2 separate regions of the Mus musculus genome follow, and region 1 is linked to region 2. A link is a contact called in public HiChIP or PLAC-seq data. All regions are on one chromosome and are shown on one strand. The core of a region is the stretch at or near the end of the contact, and the rest is flanking DNA. Distances in the headings are between cores, read along the strand shown.

Evidence for each region. HiChIP or PLAC-seq counts read pairs in DNA pulled down with a chosen protein or histone mark.
Region 1: a contact with region 2 is called in an H3K27ac HiChIP or PLAC-seq map of heart atrium, with 5 times the contacts expected there. The contact joins two enhancer-like sites. A contact is called at or near these places in 2 of 484 Hi-C or Micro-C datasets (the G1E-ER4 cell line and uterus), 9 of 115 datasets of contacts at active chromatin or transcription factors (acute myeloid leukemia, embryonic basal ganglia, embryonic stem cells and 6 more) and 2 of 9 other capture datasets (adipose tissue and liver).

Annotation. Positions count from the first base shown.
Region 1 is chr1:153,350,733-153,356,810 of GRCm38.p6, forward strand. No RefSeq gene overlaps it. Among named protein-coding and RNA genes, the nearest start is that of Lamc1, 21 kb to the left of the region's middle. Within about 2 kb of position 3,514, at least 27 of the 459 cell types and tissues checked have an H3K27ac peak or open chromatin away from gene starts, as enhancers often do. A contact at or near this core is called in adipose tissue, fibro-adipogenic progenitors, heart atrium and 1 more, where this site is marked.
Region 2 is chr1:153,124,339-153,129,996 of GRCm38.p6, forward strand. Lamc2 (laminin, gamma 2) reads right to left here. Exons shown (of 24, transcript NM_008485.3): 21 at 4,619-4,818; 22 at 2,668-2,826; 23 at 2,478-2,577. Among named protein-coding and RNA genes, the nearest start is that of Lamc2, 59 kb to the right of the region's middle. Within about 2 kb of position 2,268, at least 79 of the 459 cell types and tissues checked have an H3K27ac peak or open chromatin away from gene starts, as enhancers often do. A contact at or near this core is called in adipose tissue, fibro-adipogenic progenitors, heart atrium and 1 more, where this site is marked.

The sequences.
Region 1 (6,078 bases), core at 2,264-4,763, 230 kb after region 2:
CTAAAGATATAAGGAGCAACAAGTACCTCCTAGGTGCTTCTTGGCTTAAGTAAGAGAACAATAAGAAAAGTATTTCTAGCTTCTGGTAGGGGTGGCTGGTTAGGGGGTGACAGTCACTGAAGTAGGGAACACAACAGCTGGAAACTAAATCTAAGTTCAATTTTTAACAAGTTCAGCTTGATCATAACATCGTGTTAGATGCAAAATAATACATAGTATCTAAACTTGAAATTTCTAGTAATTTTGTGGGAGACAAATAATCCATTAGAATTCAATGTAACAAGAAGCTAAATACAGCTATGTAACGAATGGAGTTAGACTCATTAAAGTCATACCCCTGTAGCAGATAAACTCCAAAGTGTCTTAAGCAACACAAGTTCGTCCAGAGCAACAAGGTTCAGAGAACTCTTCAAAGCCATTCCAGAAATGTGGTATGTTTAGACCATTTCATCACAAGTCGTTCCTGGCTGCCAACAGAAGACAGAGTTGGGTCATACAGTGACTCAAGGGGTTTGGAATTAGCTCTTTGACCAGAAGTCACATGGTTCCATCTGATTGGGAAACACGATTGCACAACTCAACATATAAATCTCAGTGTTCAAGAGACTGAGGCAGGAGGATCTTGAGTTTGTGGACAACTTGGGCCAGAGATGTGGGAGGAGAATTGGTTACTTTCCTGTTATCATGATCATAACTGAGGGAACTTATAACAGAGAGCTTACTTGGGCTTACAGTTGCAGAGGGAGAAGAAAGAGTCTGTCCTGGTAGGGAGGAATCCAGCAAGATGCTATCAGGCTTAGGAAGCTGAGAGGGCATATCTTCATGTACTAGCACTAAGCAGAGAGAATGAACCAGAAGTGGGGGAAAGCTATATAATCTCAAAGCTCTCTCCAGGTGATGTACTTCCTCCAGCAAGGCTGAGCCACATAAACCTCCCTAAACAGCTCTACCAACCTGGAACTGAGTGTTCAAATACCCGATGCTATGAGGATGTCTTAGTTAGGGTTACTAGTGCTGTGATGAAACACCATGACCAAAGCAACTTGAGGAGAAAGGAATTCATTCAGCTTATGATTCCACATCACAGTTCATCATCAAAGGAAGTCAGGACAGGAACTCAAGCAGGGCAGGAACCTGGAGGCAGGAACTGATGCAGAAGCCACGGAGGGATGCTGCTTACTGGCTTGCTTCCATGACTTGCTCAGTCTGGTTTCTTATGGAACCCAGCCCAGGGAAAGTCTCACCCACAATGGACTGGGCTCTCCTACATTGATCACTAAATAAGAAAATGCCTTACAGCCCGACCATATGGAGGCCTTTCCTCACTTTGAGGCTTCCTCCTTTCAGATAATTCTAGCTTATGTCAAGCTGACAAGACAGGGGAATATTATTCATTCAAACCACCACAGGGAGTTTGTTGACACCATTGGAGTGATTATTTAATTATATGGGGACTTCCTTCACCAAGTAGCCATACTTGTGCTGGAATTTGAAAGTACCTTAGAAGTTATCCATTGAAGAAAGCAGATGCAAGTCCCTCTGGAGAAATATCATGAGAAGAGACACTAAAAAATAAAAACCTAGAGAGACTGCAGATGTCTAGGGAATGGCGAAAAGAAATTGGCAGTTACAGGAGAGAATTTTCAAGGAAGTAGAATAAAATAAGATTATGAACTGGGCACCTGGGAGGCTGAGACTCAAGTCTGAGGCTAGCCTGGGCTACATAGTAAGATCCAGGTCAGCCTGACCTATTAGAAGACTCTGCTCCAAAAACAGTTCCTGAGCTGGCCAGCCTTTTGTTCCAGCACTCAGGAAGTAGAGGCAGGTAGGTCTCTGTGAGTCTAAGGATAGCCTGGTCTACATACCAGGGCTGCATAGGGATACCTGTTTAAAAACAAAACAAAACAACACAACAACAACAACAACACCAGTTCCCAACCTCATAGTCTCAAAGCAGCTGGCCACTTCCCAAGTCTGACCCTGCCTTCAAAGCCATGGAGTGGACACTGTGCAAGTGATAGAGTGCTTGCCTGGCAAACACAGAGCCCTGGGTTCAGTCAGCAGTACCCCACAAACTGGGTGTGGTGATACCCTGGTAATCCCAGCACTGAGAAGGTAAAGGCAAGAGGAGTGGGAGTTCAAGACTACCCATGATGGTACAGCAAGTTCAAGGCCGGCCTGGGCTACCTAAGAGTCTATCTCAAAAAAGAAAGAAAGAAAGAAAGAAAGAAAGAAAGAAAGAAAGAAAGAAAGAAAGAAAGAAAGAAAGAAAGAAAGAAAGAAAGAAAGAAAGAGAGAGGGGGGAGGGAGGGAGGGAGGGAGGGAGGGAGGGAGGAAGGAAGGAAGGAAGGAAGGAAGGAAGGAAGGAAGGAAGGAAGGAAGGAAGGAAGGAGAAGGAAGAAAGACCTTGAAATAAATACTTAAGTTTGTTATGGAAAACAACAAAACCCTCATTCTCTGAGGAAACACAGACATTTAATGGTAGCAAGGAAAGATTCCTGAGACACCCCCCCCCCAATCCGTGAGGATTTGTAGACCATCACTGGTTGCTAGGGGAGGGAGAGACTGTCTTCAATAGTGTTGCTAGTGGCAAAATACCTATGCTCCTGTAAATAACCTCTCACCCATACTCCTGTGAGCAACTCTGATGGGGGGGAAAAGGCACAAATGTGGGAGGGATCTAGGAATAAAGAAAAAGAGATTAGTGGGATGGGGAGGGACATGAGAGGGTAACAGGGGTGAATATATTTGAAACATATTATGCACATGTATGAAAATGTCATAATGAAACCCATTATTAGGTATAATTGATATTTACTAACAAAAACTTAAAACATCAGGAGTAGTGTCACATGCCTTTAGTCCCAGCACTAAGAAAACAGAGGCAGGAAGATCTCTGTGCAGTCGAGACTGGTTTGATCTGTATATTGAGTACCTGTCTTAGAAAAATCAAACAAAGGCAAAGATAGCTATAGGTTATTTTTAAATATACAAATAACTCTGTTAAACTGGTGAGGGAAAATGGCCAGAAATAGAGAGGAGGCAGGAAAGGCACCTAGGGGACTGTCATCATAGAGAATAGAGGCAGAGAGGCGGTGGACTGATGGCAGGTTCGTTACACAAGAGAGGAGGAGGTACCGCGACCGGACAGACACAGGAAGGTGAGGGAGACGGAGCTTGGAGCTTCCGGAATGAGCTCGAGGTTTTCAACTCAGCTCCGGGGATGTTGATGCTATTAACAAGGTCTGAGGGACAGGACAGTCTCTGGGGCAGACATCGGGGAGAAAATAACTATATCCACGCTTAGAAATTCAAGTTCCCGGATTGTCATTAGCTAGAACCAATCTATAACTGAGTAGCAGCAATATTCCTTCTTAAAAAAGAAGCCCTTGTGAGCGGAAGCAGGGATTTTATTGTTGGCTAAAAGAAAGCCCCTGTCTTTGAGTCTCAGCCCAGCCTCGCCTACCCACTGGATCCAATGTGCTCAGACCATGGAAACATCTGGAGTGGCCACGTTTCCTTACTGAGGCCAAAACAAGTTAAGTGGTGTGCAGCTTTGTCTCACCTCCGCCCTGCATCTCTCCTGGGAGGATGCAGCCCGTGTTTACTGAAATAATGTGCAGGAAACAAAGATAACACAGAAAGTAGGTTCTGGAGGCCCTTCAGGATCGATTTTCAAAATAATTCATAAAAAAAAAGTTAACATAATTGACTGTTTTGTATTCAAGACTGGCTTCATTGTCCTCAAATACACTTTTAAATATTTTTAATATATTCGTGAATTAATTCAGCTTGCAGAGAATTGTTCTGTAATAAGAAAAGATAATTGCTAGATGGTTGGATTTTTTTTTTCCCTTCAGTGACTGACTTTATAACTTTTGGCAAGTCACTTGACCTTTTGACAGTGAGGTCCTCGATTGTGAAACAAGGAAAAGAATGTTTAACTCTTAGAAGAATAGTATCAGGGCTTGTTCAATCAAAGGCTCTGAAATAAGCCTGTGCCCTTGGGGAGAAGGTATTCACAAACACTGAGTTTGAATAATTAGTACTATTTCTTTTGAATAGAATAATTTGCTGTCTTTATGGTGAGCAACCCTCCATTGTACATTGTTGCAGAAGATAAAAAAGGAAAAGAAATATGATCCTTCCCTTCAAGGAATTCCCTATCTCAGGAGGAAGACAAACAATGAACTCATAAAGGAGTGCAATTTCATAAATGGCCAAGGGAAATACTAGAAGAAAAAAAAGAGGGGGAAAAAATCTCAGTTTGCCTGCTGGCTGGAGATGCAGCTGGCTTAGCATGGCCTGAGAACTAGGTTCAATGGAAGCACGGGGAAGTTACCTGAATTAACTGCTTTACAAAAACATCCAGGGCTTCCATTGACTCTTCTCTCAATGAATAACTTCAACAGCTTTCTCTCCATGCATGCTGCGTAAGGAAAGACGTGGCTTTCCTGTTGAATATTTTATTTATCACAAGGAAGTGATGTCTGAGAGAACTGGCCTGGATCTAAACCACTTACATTTAATTACTGATGTGTGACTTGGGCAAGCTCCTTAGTCACTTAATGAGACTTCTTCGTCTGTAAAATGGGATGGGTGGTAGCATTCTGTGGAGGGACTGAAAACTGCAAGCACTAAAAGTACTTAGAAGTGGCCGCTGCTGAAGTGCCCAGGAGAAGTGCACACCGGCACATGGGTGTGTCTTTCTCTCAACTTCTCTCTGTCTTATCCTTCATGCTCAAGTCTATGCTAAAATCTCCTCACTATAAACTCCACCAGTGCTTCATTTAAAATGAGGAAAAGTGCCTTTGGGGCTGGTACAGGCTCTGTTCTGGAGTTGGAATCCCAACTCACGACTGCCAGGAAGGCTAGTTGCAGGGAGGGAGCCCCAACACTCTGGCCTCTGTGGGTACTTGCATTCACACACACACAGAATATTTAAAAATAAAAAATGTTGAAAATGGTTGGTACAAGCAGCAGAGGAACAGGAGTTAAGAAAGGAAAAATTCCTGTCATGTCTTTAGTGAGCTTGAGGTTGACTTGGCCTGAAGATAAACAGGTCTTGACATCATATCTGTCCGTCACGTCATTGACCTCTCTTTGTCTCTGTCTCTGTCTGTCTGCCTGCCTGCCTCCCTCTGTCTCTGTGTGTGTGTCTCTCTGTGTGCATGTCTGTGTGTCTGTGTGTCCCTCTTCTGTTTGAGACAGGAGGTTCTTGCTATCCAGACTGAGTCTCCTGTCTCAGCTGGGATTCCAGGCCTAATGCACAGCTGTCGTTTCATTAAGGGGTCAAATCAATAAAAGGAGGCTTCTCACGAGCTCCTGTGTATTTGGTGGATACATGTCTCCTATGGCAACAAGCTGAGAGTACCAGAAATAGTTTATTCTCCCTGATAGAGAGATGGAACAGATGCTGCCCACCAGAAGCACTGTACTGTGCTCTCACCAGTTTGCGTTGTCCTGTGGGTCAGAAGGCTTCTGGACTCCAGTGATCGAGATGTAGCAGGACATCCTCTATAAAAGGAGATCTCACTATGCCTGGAAACTGCCTTGAGAAGACAGAACATACTTGGTGGTTAACGTGTGCCTTGAGCAACCTATAAAGCCACTGGTGTTAAAAGCCATGATGAAAGATGGCTGGCAGTGGCTTCCACTGCCGTGACAGTCTCTAGTGTCTGCGTGGCTAATTTAGAATTCTCTAGAGCCTGTGGCAGGCCTAAACGAGAATAATAATCCTATCAAGAACCCAATTTTATCATCACAAAGACATTCTCTCTTCAACAAATACCTATTCTCTTTTTTGATAAATAGCTCTTAATTTGATATCGGATCCTGATAATGACTATTTGACTGTAGACATGCAGAGATTAGTTAGTTGGGTTGCTTATCACCAGCTGGGCAGGATTTTCCTTCTCTCTAATCCGAGATAGTGCCCTGGAGCAGGGAGCGGCCAGCAGCATTCCGTCACTGAGGGATACAGCAATGGAGAGTTTGGTCTGATGTAGGTCCTTAAACCTGAGACCCTCTCATTAGCCACAAACTGGTTCCCCTCCTTCACCCCACATAGCATCATGA
Region 2 (5,658 bases), core at 1,018-3,517:
GCACCGGTCCTCCTGAGATCCTAACAAACTCTGCCCAGAGAAAACAGTTTGCCATACACTGAGATGGCCTCACTTTCAATTAAGAATAAAGTAGAAATCTTCCTAAGAACATGAGGCCTGCATCTGTGCTCTGAACAGCCTAGTTCAAGACTAAGCTCCATAGTGTAGCCAATGAAGTTCCGAGCTCTATTTGGTTGAGATAATGGATCGTGAGCTGAGAAGGCTGAAGGTTATTAAGGGGCCGAAAGCTGTCTGAGGTCTAACATAGCTCACCCCTGGGATCTAAACTAACTCCAAACAGACTTTCCGTATCACCCCAAGGAAGTATCTTGCTGTTTTATATTAGGAGACCTTTAGAAATAGGCTGAGCCACAGGGTTTACAAAGGCCAGGGTGTCCTTAGCTCTTTGGAGGATGGATTCCAGCTGCTAGGGAAAGATGTATGACTTCATTCTGGCTCGGTGTCTGTTCATTCCATTTATAACAAATGCCATGGCATTTCTACCTGTACACTCTATAAAACCAATGTCAACATGAGAGTACCAGGTCATATTCATTTAGTTCAAGTAGATTTGAGTAGTTCCCAGTGGGTTCACACTCAAGGTCGGGCTGCCTCATGTATCTGAGCCTCAGTGACAGGATTTGCTTCCTCCTGATGTGTGTGTGTGTGTGTGTGTGTGTGTCTGTGTCTGTGTACACATGCCACAGAACATGTACAAAGGCCAGAGGAAAACTTGTGAGAGTCAATTCTAGGATTTGAGCTTATTAGACTGAGCTTATTAGACTGAGAGTACTTAATGAGTTATTACCCTCAAACTCAAGAGACTGCCTAAAGTAGAAGTTATACCACAGTGAAAATACTGACCCGATGCACCCTTCAGGGAAAACTTCAAGAATTAGGGGTTGTGTCCCAGCACAGCAAATGAGTGAGCTTGGGAGTGAAGTAATGTGTACGGGAAGCCACATTCAGGAAGAGAACAGGACAGGAACATGGAGGGAGACACGGATCTCAGGGGAAGCCCCGCCCCACAGTTTACTGTGTGCTGTGCATCCTTGGTTTACCCCCATGTGAAGCACAACAATAAAATTCATCTCCCCGAATGCTAACAAGACTTAAATGGTCATGCCCTGAGAGCTCCTGGCACAGTCCCTGACAGGTAGTAAATGGTTAGCACTTCCCACCACCTTCCCTCTCTCCCTCCCTCCCACTCATGTTCCCTTTAAAGGCCCCATTAATTTCATTACCGTTCTTTAGAATGCTATCCCATGCTGCTAAAATCTTAACTGGGGAGATCTTATCTTTCATCTTTAGAGGACATTTTACTCTCTGGGGCTTCCTGGATCACAAATAGACCCATTAATGTAACAGCACAGAGAATACTGGCCTGTCAGTGATACTCCTCCATGAGGCAGTCAGGCATTGCAATTGTTCTACTGAACCAGTGAGGCATAGCTGGGGTTTCTCCTGGATGCCATGGGAATACGTGACCTAGCTCCTAGTCCCTACCCACTGGAGTCTCCGTTGTTGAGGGCCCCCTATTAACTATTAACTTTAGACTTCAACTTTTTAAACAAGTATTTCTGTGTGCATATACATGCATGTGTGTGTGTTCATGTTCTATATGAGTTCAGGTGCCCATGGAAGCCAGAGAGGGTATCAGATGCCCCTGGAGTGGAGTTACAGATGCCCAGCCTGAGTACTGGGAAAGTAAAGGGGATTCTCTTGAAGAAAGAACACATGTTGCTAGACAATGAGCCAGTTCTGCAGCCCCCAGATTTAGACTTTTAATTAACAGCAGTCTTCTTTGGGTAGTAACTACAGGGAAACCCGATTCCCTGCCATACTGTGCTAGTAAATCTATTCTATCCTAAAATCCATGAATCTCCCCCTCTTTGCACATTTCCTCCAGGTTACTTATCCAGGAGGCTCCTCTTTTCCCAGTTGGTCATAACAGGTATAGGTTTGTTTAGGGAGGAACCTCATCAGATTTAGCAGATGGTCCTTCAGACCAAGGCAGCCCATTGCTCAAGCCTTTCCCTCCCCACTGCTTCTGCTTCATAACTGGCTCCTGTCTGCTTCCAATAGTTCCCACATGGCCTTCTTTGTCTCTAGGCCCCCCAGTCCATAACTTCTCTCTGGTGCAGTGATGTGGTTACTCTCCTCTTTAAGACTGCCCGGGGGCCCCTCAGGCTCAAGACCAGGACCCTCAAGCTGACCAGACTTCTGGGAATTTCCTGGAACACACCCAGTGCTCTGACTCACAGCCCTTCACTCCCAGATACAAGTGCTCAGTGACTCATCTTAGACATGGTAAGACGGAAAATGTAAAGCAACCTGGCCCAAGTGTCTGGGCCCTGAGACAAAGCAGACTTCCAGATGGTCTCAGGGAAAGTTGAGATCCCCTCGCATCCGGACTAAGAATGTCAAGTCCTCTGGGGACAGACCCTGGGCTGGAAAGCTGAGGATGCTCTACAGACCTATGAGGTGTAGGATGCCGTCCAATGTGTTGAGTGTGTCTTGGATGGTAACTCCGGCACTCGTGGCTCTGGCATCAGCTTGCTGGGCTTCAGTAATCACCTGAGGACGAGTGAGTACAAAGGTGTTCTGAGATGTTATTTTTGTCTTGGCAACTAAAGAGAGCGCACATGGAAAGACGCCTGCACTCACCAGCTGCACCGTGTCCTTATCCGTGTCAAACTCCAGCTCCTTTCTGGCCAGCTCCCCCTCCATCTCTCTCATCTCGCTCTTCAGAGTGGCCAGTCCCTTCTCCATGGCCAAGGCCCCATCTGCTGTCACATTAGCTTCCAAGTTCAGACTCCCTATCTCCTGGGAGAATAAAAAGAGCCAGGGACGTGAGGAAAGGGAGGGTGAGGCTCAAAGCATCCCAAGGACAATTGGAGAAAAAAAAACCAAAAAAACATCTGTGCCTGGCTCTGATGGAGCAAGTCAGATGGACAATGAGAGAGTCAGACTTCGGGACACACCCTTCCCCAGGCTGGCCCTCAAGCAAGTTAGTTCAAGGTTAGCTCTCTAGAGACTAGGAGGGTCAGTGCGAAAACACTGGTTCTCTTTCAGTTCGGTGCCTAGAAAATTTCTAACGCAATCAGGAAAGCATTTGAGCAAACCCAGAAGGCAAGAAACACCATTCTCTGACACTCATGGGCTTTATTCCAAAGACTCACCTGGTCTTTGGAACAACTTTACAAGGATTTCCCCAAGACAGTTGTACTTGGAATACAGACCTGGAGTTAACTGTAGTGGTGGGTTTTTGTCTTTGCAGGGAAAAAGTTCATCAATGCCTTTATCAATAAGCTACAATTAAACAGTTGCAGGTATCTTTATGCTTGATGCCATATAAAGGAAGGTTTATGAAACTGCCCTCAAGGGGAATTATTAGAAATTATAGTTTGTAGGTTACCAAGCAGTCTTAAAAGTGAGGTCGAATAGTCTAGATGCCCAAGACCTCTTGACTTCCTGGAGTGGCACCAGCTCCCTAGAAGTCCTTAAGTAAGCAGGAAGGAGGTCACTTTCAGCCGAGAAGCATTCCTTTGCTGGAGCTCTAGGCATAGCAGAGCTGGATCTCAGATCTCTTGAATGCTCGTCAAGCAAGGGACCAGATAGTTCTTATCTCCATCCCTAGCACCAAGCATTCACAGTGCCGGACAGACTAAAATAGGCCCAGCTGAGACAAAGGATATAGAAGGCTGTAGAGCACGGGGATTTCATATCCAGAATCAAAACGCTGATGTCAATTGTTACAAGTTAAATTTACGTCCTAAAACTCATGGTGAAGTCCTAAGGGCTAGGGATGTTTCTCAGAGGGAGAGAGCTTACCAGCACGAACAAAGACATGGTGGATGGAGTCTTTGCTTACACGCTTCTCTCAACTCAGAAGATGGCCTTATTTGAAAACTGACAGTTGCAGATGTAATTAGCTACAGTGAAGTTACACTGGACCCTTAATTCAGTGAGACTGATATCTTCTTATAAGATAAGACTGAGATATGAATATAGTGGCCAGCCTGGGCTACATAGTGAGATCATATCTTGAAGAAGATGAAGGAGAAGGAGAGGAAGATGGGGAGAAGAAGAAGAGAAGGGGAAAGAAGAAGGAGGAAGGAGGATAGAGAAAAGAAGAGATGATAGAGGACTCTGGGGATCACACAAGCAGGGAGTGGACGGATAAAGCTATGCACCAAGGAAGACCAGGATTGCCTGGCCTCCTCTGCAGCTGGCAAGAGGAAAGGAAGAATTCTCCCTGGAGCTGTCAGGAGAAGTGGAGCCCTGGGCGACTAGTTTCTCATCCTAACCTTCCGAACGGTGCAAAAGTCACTTCTATTTTTCTAAGTATTTTCTGATAGCAGCCTTAGAAATCTTCATAGTAAACAACTCTGGGTGTTCTCCACAGTGCTGTTCAAAGGAACATGGAATATGGTGTAATAGCTGCTAGCCAGTGATAGAATCCATCCAGCAGAAGGGTGGGCGTGTAGAGCAGGGCTGCTGTGCCCTCTCCAGGACTCTGAGCCATAGGGGCTGAACTGAGCTGAAACACTCTCTCTCTGGAACAGGGCTGTGTTGGGCACTGCCTGGGGCAGCCCGTATATCCATTTCTCTTTACCTGCTCTATCTCGCTGCTGATCTCCAGGGCCTCCCTAGCTGCGTTCTTTGCCCGTTGGGTGTCGGCAGTGGCGCTCCCCAGGGCCGTTTCTGCTTGCTGGGTCTTGTCACTGGCATCTGCAACCTTCTGGCTAATAGAGGAGAGTCTCTTCATGGCCTCTTCAGCCTCTGCTTTTCTGTCTTCAACCTGCAGATCAAACTCTAGAATGAAGAAAAAAAGAAGAGAAAAGAAAAAAAAAATTGCCACAGAGACAACTGAATGAGAGTGCCTGGTGTTCTGAGGAAAAATTCCTGAAAGGGACCGATTACTAGCTAGGGGTGAGATGCTGCAGCTGGGATTAGCCTTTCTTTCCCAAGAGAAAAAAATCTCAAAGGAGCCACTGAGGGAGCTGTCAGCTTGCCCTAGGTCCCCACCACTGCAAGGATATCAACATCCAAAGTAGACAAAGAACAGGTGACTCTCTTTAAAGACTGAAGATTTAAGTCCAAGCCTGAAGCCAAAGAGCAGAGTTGGGGTGTAGTCACAGAGAGTTGGGTGTGGTTGCAGAGTTGGGGTGTGGTTGCAGTAGGTATAGAGGAACTTTCTATGAAGAGAATCCTAAGTCTTTAGAAATGATTCCCTTTTGTTTGCTAGTGAATAATGCTGACTTTTAAACCAAGTATCTTCAAGATACACCTCAGACTCCCTGGGAGTCACAAGTCATTACCTCAGAGAAGGCATATTGGAAGCAACCAAGCCACCCAAGGAAAGGAGACTATCAACACAGTTGTGACATACTGGGTATGAAGGACCCTAGAGATCGCCTGGTCCCCTTAAGTAGGACACAGGGATCTAGAAAGGTCACGCAGAGAGCTTGAGCTGGTCCTAGGGTCCAGTGAGGATCAGAACTCAGGACTCCTAGCACTTAGGTGGAATGACTTCCACCACCTAGGTCAAGTACTAATGAGATCATCATTACCTTAGTAAGATAGTGACTAAGCATCTATTAATAACCCAAATACACCCACCATTTAAGGAGGCAAAGGAGCATTTAGATGAAT